Regions from separate parts of the Sus scrofa genome. Here region 1 is linked to region 2. The links are chromatin contacts, called in public HiChIP or PLAC-seq maps. All regions are on one chromosome and are shown on one strand. Each heading gives the region's core, a stretch centred on a gene start, on an enhancer-like site or on the middle of the called end of the contact. The rest is flanking DNA. Distances are from core to core; before and after follow the strand shown. Region 1 overlaps TBC1D2 (TBC1 domain family member 2A). Region 2 has its middle 16 kb from the start of XPA.

Region 1 (4,639 bases), core at 1,378-3,877, 460 kb after region 2:
CTCTTAAGTCCAAAGAAGGGTTGCCTGCAGCTTGGCTGGCCTCTCAGCTTTAGGGCACTTACTGTATTTCAGTTCCCAGGTGCTTGATGGAAATATTCTGAAGGGCCAAGGGCATAGAAGGGACAGGCTGCAAGGCAGCTGCCATGCCCACAAGCCCAGGGGGTGTTTTCACGGGACACAGGAACTCCTCCAGCTCCGTCTCCTCTTGCTCTGGGGAACAAAAAAAAAAAAAAAAAAAAAAAAAAGGGAAAGCATCCACTAGGGTTACTGCAATTAGAAAGACTAGACAGTGGGTGCTATGGACTCAGCTCCCTCTGAGAGCAGGCAGAGGTCTATTAGTGGCAGAGCAAGCCTTCCTTCTAGGTTAACAGCAGCCAAAGAGTCAGGCTTTTCTCCAAATATTCTGCAACCAGTAAAATGATGCATCTTGCTGGGAAAGCCTTCCTGGACACCCCCTCAAAAATTTACAGAACTGCAGACAAAGCTTTATGAGCCAAGAGGTTCACCCTGGCAGTGTTTAGCCTCAAGATCTGGGGAAAGGCTAAATAAATCATGATGCCTTCAGGCAATGGAATATTACTCAACCATTTAAAACAATGCTAATGAAGAATTCTTAAGAATATGAGAATGTCTGTGAGATATAATATTAAGTGGAAAAAGGGAGCTAAAAATTGGGATTATAGTATACCCTCAATTGTATAGGAACAGTCTCAAAGAAATACATTCTGTAATCTTAACAGTGGTCAGAATTGAATGATGGGATTAGAAGTGGGCAGGTTATGCTCATTGTAATTTTTCCCTCAAATTTTCTACAGTAAACATGGATTATATTTATAAACAGAAAAAAATATACATTCATCAAAAGTAGATGTTTATAAAGAGATTTTATAACCCAGGGAAATTTTAGGGTCACAATACTGAGTGCCAAAAAGCAAAGTAGGGTGTTTTGTATTGTTATATGATCTGAAATAAGTTTATTTATTTATTTATTTTGTCTTTTTAGGGCCGCACCTGAGGCATATGGAGATCCCCAGGCTACGGGTAGAATCGGAGTTGTAGCCGCGGCCCACACCAGAGCCATAGTAACTCAGGATCTGAGCCACGTCTGCAACCTACACCACAACTCACGGCAATGCTGGATCCTTAACCCACTGAACAAGGCCAGGGATCAAACCTGCAACCTCGTGGTTCCTAGTCGGATTCCTTTCTGCTGTGCCACAATGGGAACTCCTGAAATATGTTTAAATAAAAAGCAGATGGGGCTCATGACATAATGTTAACACTGGCTGTCTCTGGGTGATAGGATTATGGCTATTTTTCTTCCAGCTTTCTATGTTTCTCAAATGTTCTGCTTCCTTCAAAACGTTTAATGTTAAGGAGGGTTCCAAGGAAACATTATTTGGGGTATAAAAGAGAGGGAGGCACAATATTTAGGTCAATTTTGAGTGTTACAAAAAAGTGGGAGAGAACTAAGGCCACTTATGGGATGGTATGATCTTGATCAGGCAGCCCCTGAGGACAACAGGGCAGCAGACACCTTTCACCTGGAGCCTGCTTACTGAGAGGGTGAAAAATGTAGGGGTAGAGGAAATTTACTTTTGCACTACATCTGCAAAAAGGGTGTGGGTGCAAAAACATAAAACACAGGCACACCTCAGAGATAATGGGTTCGGTTCTAGATAGATGCTACTGTAGTAAACAGAACTGATGAACCAGGCTCTGCTCTGGGGCCTCTGGGTTCCTCTCCAGCCTAGAGAAATGCTCTCAGAGAAGTGATCACACTAATAATTTTCAGCATTTACTTGTGATTCTCCTTTTGCCTGAGCTGTAGGAGCTGCCCCATCACCAAGAGGGAAAAATCGTCGCTCAATGAAAAGTGCCTCGGCCAGAGAGTTGCTGCTTCCCCAAAGGGCCCTGGATACATGATCAGCTGACCCAAAGCCTGAGTGGAGCTGGGGGTAGAGTAAGTCTACAGACTAAGGTTCAAACTTCAGGCTGATGTTTTCTTGCTGTGTGACCTTGGACAGGTCTCTTGACCTCTTCGAACCTCAGTTTCTGCAAAATGAGAATGACACTAACTACCTAAGATTGCTGTGAGGATTAGGTAATTGATGCACGTAAAGTATGAGAACAGAGTAAGTGGTATGCGTGTTTTTATGATGATGTACATTTATAAAACTCCTTTGCAAACTGTGGCCTAGTTTGGTAACATGTTATTGTTATTATAAATCTGCTGGCTTCCCCTTGATTTTACTTAGCTCTTATGGAGACCAGTGTTTAGGTAAAGTATAAAATAAAGGTATAAATGGGAGTTTCCCATTGTGGTGCAGCAGAGACAAATCCGACTAGGAACCATGAGGTTGTGGTTCGGTCCCTGGCCTTGCTCAGTGGGTTAAGGATCCAGCGTTGCCGTGAGCTGTGGTGTAGGTTGCAGACGCGGCTCGGATCCTGCGTTGCTGTGGCTGTGGCGTAGGCCGGCAGCTATAGCTCCAATTCAGCCCTTAGCCTGGGAACCTCCATATGCCACAAGTGTGGCCCTAAAATAGCAAAAAAAAAAAAGGCATAAATGCTTAAATGCTGTAGAGAATATGCAGCCTTGCAGATTGCTCAATGACATGATGAGACACTTTTTTATAAGATGATGTGTCCGTGACTCAAAGTCAGATGTGACTCTGTTGGTTTTCACTGCCCAGGGAGCAGGCCCCTGCTTCCTCCAGGAAGGGTGGAGACTGGAGAGGTGGGGCAGCTTGCTCCAGACAGCTAATCCACGGTCTGCCAGCTTGCTCAAGACTCCAGAAATATCTTTCTGGGGGAAATTTCGCAGGGCCCTGGGGCCAGGGGGGTGATGGCTTGCTGTGAGATGAGAGAGGCTTTAGAGGAGAAGGCCAGTGTCCCCCACTGTCACCTCCTCAGGAGCCTGGTCATTGTGGCAACCCCTCCTCTCCCTCCCAGGCCAACAGTAGGGGTTGGCCCAGAAGAGGCCCACCAAGTGTGCTGAACCAAAGCCATTCTTCTGATAACCTGGTTCTTCTCATTTTAGTCCCAGACACTTGGGAATCCTGTCATTGGGAGGGTTTTCCTGTTGCTTCTAGTCTGAGGCCGATCCGGCAACTGTGTCAGCTCACGCTGCAGTTTCCCCCTCTCCACAGATGGGAGTGGAGGGTGAGTCGGAGTGCAGAAGCGAAAGCCAAAGCAAACAAACCCTCCCCTAAAGAAAGTACTTACAAGCATAAAACACCTAGAAGGTTCTCTGAGAAAATTACGCGTGATTGTTATAAACCATTAAAAGGAGCAGCTATAATGACAGTGACAGTGTGCACATACACATATAATAATCACCAGATCACACTTATATTGAGCACTCACTGTGTGCCTAGGTAATTATGCTAAGACCTTTATACTCCTTTCTTTACTTAATGATAAAATCAATATATTCACTCAACCAATATCCAATGCACCCAGTAGGGCACTAGTTACTGGGGACACAGGTGACACGGACCCTCTCCTTGAGGGCCAGGGGAGGGGCAGAGACTGACAAAGATGCTGTAATTAAGACACAATATAGCCATCTGCAAAGAGTGTTGAGGGCTCATACAGAGTCTAGCTGGCAAAGTCCTGGAAGCCTGCCAAGAGGAGGTGACAGTGGAGTTTGGCCAGAAAGTCAATAGGAATTTGCCAGGCAGAGAAGAGTGAGTCGTGCTGCTTAAGTGTACAGCAGAGGTGGGGTGCTGGGGAAACGGGCAGAGGTGAGAAGAGGAAGGATGAGGCCTGATTGGGTTCTAAAACGCTGGGCCTGGGCCTGGGACGTGGAGAGCAGTTGTGGGAGGCACGTGGGGCTCAGGCTTTCATTTGAGAAAGCTCACTCTGACTGCAGTGAAGAGGTTGGGTCTGAGGTGGCAGGCTGGGACAGGGGGACACCAGAGAAGAGGCTGCTGTGGTTTTCCAGTTAAGAGTTGGAGTCTGATCCAAAGCAACAACAGTGAGAGTCTGGGTCTGACGTATAGGCCAGAGGGCAGACAAGGCAAGCCACAGTAACTGACTGGACTATCTGAGGTCCAGGAAGGGGCAACTGGGTAAATGAAGGCCATTTGCTCAGGGAAGGAGAACTGGGGAGAAGGGGAAGGGCAGATGAGCTCAGTCTGTAAAGCATCTGGGTACCAAGGTCCAGGAGATGCCCAGCCATAGTTCCTGACCTCACCCCCTGGCTTCCCTGTCAATTGATGGTGAGGCCGGTGAGCCTCACTGCAGCCCTGTGCTGGGCACTCACTCTCCATGAGCTTGCAAGGGCAGCTCTGTGGGTGATCTGTCTCAATTCTAAAGCCTGCCAGTCATAATCCTGGTTGCAGCATGGGGGTGGGGGTAGGAGCTCCCAGACTCCTCCATGCTGGGATGTTTTAGGGTTTGGGATCATGTGGGCCACATGGGGGTGAAGATTCTGCCTTATGAGAACAGAGAATAAAATCACAGATCTACATAACTCATAGCACAAAAACATTTACATAAGAAGCAACAATAATAACTGCATTTTCTTATTAACCTTCCTCGCAAGAACTCTGAGAAAGTTTCATTTCTTGAGATCATCCCATAGTTTCATTGTCACAATAGTAGCTGACAACTCCTGAGCTCTGACAATGTGCAA
Region 2 (4,823 bases), core at 1,009-3,508:
AAAAAAAACAGTCTCCAAAATGGTTGCACTAACTTACACTCTCCTGCAGTATATGAAGGTTTCAATTGCTCTATATCCTCACCTACAAAATCAATTTTAATGGCTACATCGCATTTCATTATATGGACATGACATACCTTATTTTACCTCCTTTCTGTAGTTTAAGGTTTCCTAACTTTTTTGGGGGCCAAAGATGCACTGGTGCTCTGATAAAGCTTCAAGAACCCTTCTCAGAATACGACATAGTAAAATAGGAGCTCTATTATTAACATGCTAAATGATAACATCTAGCAGCTGGTTTAATAATCACGGTAACGTCAAAACTTCAAAATGAGCATAAACATGAACATGTTTATTGGCCTTTTACGCTGCTTTTCCTATGAAATTCTTACCTTAGCTTTTGCCAATTTTTAATGGCCTATTTATTTTCAAATTTTTATATAAGCACTCCTCGTGTACTACAGATATTTCTCATCTCTGTGAAATGTTACAATTTTTTTCATTTGCCATTAGCTTTGCCTTGTTTTTTTAATGATAACTATTTACATTTTTTAAATAACTGCTTTATGGAGCAAAAATTCATATACCATAAAAGTCACACTTTTAACGTATACAATTTGGTGGCTTTCAGTATATACACCAGCATATTTTCAGGCTTATCCATTTGTAGTAGGGATCAGTACTTCATTCCTTTTAATGGTAGAATAATATTCCATTGGATGGTATGGCATACCAGATTTTTTAATCCATTTATCAGTTGGTACCCATGTGGGTTATCTCCGCTTTTTAGCTATTATGGGTAATGTTGCTATGACCATTCGTGTCACAAGTTTTTGTGCAGATATATGTTTTCATTTACCTTGGATATACACCTAGGAGTGGAATTTCTGGGTTATATAGTAACCCTATGTTCAACATTTTGAGGAACCGTCAGAGTGTCTTCCAAAGGGCTACCTCATTTAAAAATCTCATTGGCCATGTATAAGATATTTATAGTTTTTAATAAATAAAAACTTTTCATTTTACCTCGAAAAAATAATGTTTTTCTTTACAGTTTCTGTCTTTGAGTCATTCTTAGAAAGGCTTTCACCATTCCAAATTTATAGAAATGTATATATTTATATTTAGTACTTCTGTTTTTCCATTTTGAAATTGGAAACTAAACACTTGGAATCTACATTATGCGATGCTAGGGCTTCCTATTCTTTCTGCCATTTTGATAGACTTCTTTTTTCCCTTTCTACAGTAGCACCCACAGCATATGGAAGTTCCCAGGCTAGGGGTCAAATCGAAGCTGCAGCTGCCAGCCTACAGCACGGCCACAGCAATGCCAGATCCAATCCAAGCTGCATTCTGTCTGCCTCATAATTGATGGCAACTTTTCCCAGATTCAGAAGTGTGATGAATTGTTATTGGAATCTTTTCTCATTTCTTCAGTTTTTATGATACTTCTAACCAAATGCCTTTTTTTCTTTCCAGCAAATTATTTTTAAAGGAAGTGCTCATCTGAGGTTCCCGCAGTGGTGCAATGGTATCCCTATCAGCAGGATCTCTAGAGCTCTGGAATTCAGGTTCCACCCCAACCCGGCACAGTAGGGCTCCTGCATTGCACCTGCAGTGTGGGTCTCCACTGAAGCTGAGATCTGATCCCTGGCCCAGGAACTCCACATGTCAAGGGGTAGCCAAAAAACAAAACCAAAAAAAGCACTCATTTAAATGCATTTTTCAGTGGTATAAACATTTTATCAGAATTGGAGCAAAAAGGCTATGGATGGTGCTCTAGACACACTTTATTTCATGTGTCCTGTCTTTTCCTGCTTTCATTGTCCTTAGAATGAATGGAAGCCCTGTGATTGTTAAGAAGACAAAGATTAGTCATTAGTCACTAGTCTTTCCAGCCTGTCCTCTGTTTTTTCCCACTCTACCCACCACCTCAGGAAGTGGACTATTTCTGCTTATAATGGTATAACAAAGCCCCACAATTCCAACTTTTCATAACATTTTTATTCTGTTTTATCCTTACTACAATCCTGAGAGGTTATGTGGGACCCAGGCTCATTAGCCCCAATTTACAGATGCAGAAACTAAGCCCCCAAGAGGGGAAAGGCTGAAGCCTTGTGACTGGAACCTGATAAAGCTACATCTGAACAGTCCAAGACTACAGACTCAAAGCCTCGAAAACCCCTGTTCAGCAGGGAAAGAGGGTCAAAGGTCCAGGGCGTGTACACATACAACCCTCAAAAGGAATGTGGGGTTTTGTGGTTTGGGTTTTTCTTCCCCTTTCTATGCACGCTTCGCATGCCAGCAAAGGGTGTGCGTCTATGTAGTGGGGGATGGGAAGGGTGAGTCTCAGAATTGCATGCCATTGCTAAGCCATTTTATAAAGGAGGTCAAAGCATGGGACGTGTGATGAAGCTCACAAGTCCCTTCTGGTCTTCTGGTGTCTCATCAGAGCCCAGTTTCTGCAAGGGAACGACAGAATGAGACTCGACCTGACAGTGGGAACTGGGCTTTGGTTCCATGTGACATGACTCATTAAATGGTTTGTTGTGATCTCTATCTGTGCTTTAAATGCATAAAATACCCCTTTTGTGACAACAGACAGAGATGAACTCTGCTTCGTGGGCTCACAAAATAAAAGTTGAAAAGATAAAGTTTCTGCATGCCTGTAACATTGCATATCCTGATGTGAAGTGTCCTTTGTGGAGGGAAAAAAGATTTTCTGGTCAAATGCTTTGAGCAAATGTCACATATTGCACACCCCTCTTGGAGATTTACAATGAAAATCAGTATATTTAAGGCTCCAAGAAGTTGCGCAACGGTGAAGCCTATTGAGTCCTGTACCCTGGGGTTTACTTAGCGTCTCTAACTGCTAAACCCTTTCCTCAGGTGACATCCAAGATTTCTTGCCCAATAACAGTTCCAAGGAACCTAACTTTGCATAACACTTGCTGCTATGGAACATACATTTCTATTACATGTGCTTAAACATAAATTCCTCCATCAACTCCAATTTATGACTCTGAACAAGCTCATTGATTTTGGAACCTAAATATAGGTGAAATTCTATTAAAACAAACCCCAAAAGGCTGCCTCAGTTCTTTCACATTTGTGCTATGCTCTTAAATGTATCAAATGTTCCCTGTTATAGGTCTACAATTTTCAGAAACAAGGTATTTTTGATCATGCAGCTATTTTTATTGTGCAAGAAATTTATTTTAATATACTTTCACCTGTATTGTACTTACTCAGTGACTCAGACTAGGTATCTCAATCTAATATTCATAAAATATCTTACTTTCAAAATTTTCAGGATTCTATCATTAGTTTTTATTGAAGTTGTGTAGGTAATTTTCATGAAAATATATAAGTGGATTTTCCCTTTGGGGTAGTAAAACATATCTGAATGAAATATTTTTTTTATTTTAAGAATAACTGATGAGGAGTTCCCGTCGTGGCACAGTGGTTAATGAATCCAACTAGGAACCACGAGGTTGCGGGTTTGATCCCTGGCCTTGCTCAGTGGGTTAAGGATCTGGCGTTGCTGTGGCTGTGTGTAGGCCAGCAGCTACAGCTCCAATTAGACCCCTAGCCTGGGAACTTCCACATGCCACGGGTGCAGCCCTAAAAAGGCCAATAAATAAATAAATTAAATAAATAACCAATGAGCATTTTAAAATTTTTAGAAAATAGAGAAAGGCAGAAAAAAGCCCATTTTCTATTCTCTCAGCTACAACTATGATTAACATTTTCATCTGTGCATATATAGTTTTTATATAGTTGAGATACTACATGGCAATATTATCTCTTATTTACTGATTTAACATTATAGCAAGAGCATTAGCATTTATCTTTATATTTGACAAATGTATAATCAAAGAAAACAATTTAAGGTGAGATTCTGCCTTCCAAGAGACATTGATGTTTCAATTATTTGGGGCCCAGGAGTAATTAAGAGGTTCCTTATAGAATACAGAGACGTGCAGGGCTGATTAGACAATGATGCTGAATGGCAGTGAGGTAGCATCTTCCTCCCCATAGCTAAGTCCACTTGGGTCCCCCGGGAAGTTCCTCCAACCTCAGGTCCTAAGACCATCCCTTCCCTCATTCAGACTTAAGTAAAAGAACCAAGGTTAGGAGGGACAGGTGAATTCTCCCGCTATGTTATGGAGAAAATCAAGATAAATGACCTTCCCTCAACACCGAGTTTTGCTTTCCCCTTTCTCCCAGGTTGGTGGCAATATGAACAACATCAGCTAGAAGGTATGCTGTTACTTTACAGCTTAAACTCTTGGTAAATTAAATATTCTTTTTTTTCTTTTGTCTTTTTGTTGTTGTTGTTGTTGTTATTGTTGCTATTTCTTGGGCCGCTCCCGCGGCATATGGAGGTTCCCAGGCTAGGGGTTGAATCGGAGCTGTAGCCACTGGCCTACGCCAGAGCCACAGCAACGCGGGATCCGAGCCGCGTCTGCAACCTACACCACAGCTCACGGCAACGCCGGATCGTTAACCCACTGAGCAAGGCCAGGGATCGAACCCGCAACCTCATGGTTCCTAGTCGGATTCGTTAACCACTGCGCCACAACGGGAACTCCGGTAAATTAAATATTCTAATGTATTTCTGGTGAGAGCCTTTTATAGATGAAGTAGTTGAAACTCAGGGGGCTCAGGTGATTTGGCCAAGACCGCTTTCAGCTGGTAAGTGATAGCTCCAGAATCCCAGGCCTGGTCTCTGGGGTCCCCATCTCTGGCCCTCCCCCCTTTCTGTGCAGACCAGAACCCCATATAAGACATCAAACCAAAGTACAGCTGTCCTTGGCTGC

The links. HiChIP or PLAC-seq counts read pairs in DNA pulled down with a chosen protein or histone mark.
Region 1: a contact with region 2 is called in an H3K27ac HiChIP or PLAC-seq map of alveolar macrophages. The contact joins two enhancer-like sites. A contact is called at or near these places in 1 of 47 Hi-C or Micro-C datasets (embryonic fibroblasts) and 1 of 2 datasets of contacts at active chromatin or transcription factors (alveolar macrophages).

The regions. Positions count from the first base shown.
Region 1 is chr1:240,039,839-240,044,477 of Sscrofa11.1, forward strand. It overlaps TBC1D2 (TBC1 domain family member 2A), which reads right to left. Exons shown (of 16, transcript XM_021066519.1): 3 at 63-210. Among named protein-coding and RNA genes, the nearest start is that of TBC1D2, 7.8 kb to the right of the region's middle. Within about 2 kb of position 2,628, at least 27 of the 83 cell types and tissues checked have an H3K27ac peak or open chromatin away from gene starts, as enhancers often do. A contact at or near this core is called in alveolar macrophages and embryonic fibroblasts, where this site is marked.
Region 2 is chr1:239,582,608-239,587,430 of Sscrofa11.1, forward strand. No RefSeq gene overlaps it. Among named protein-coding and RNA genes, the nearest start is that of XPA, 16 kb to the left of the region's middle. Within about 2 kb of position 2,259, at least 16 of the 83 cell types and tissues checked have an H3K27ac peak or open chromatin away from gene starts, as enhancers often do. A contact at or near this core is called in alveolar macrophages and embryonic fibroblasts, where this site is marked.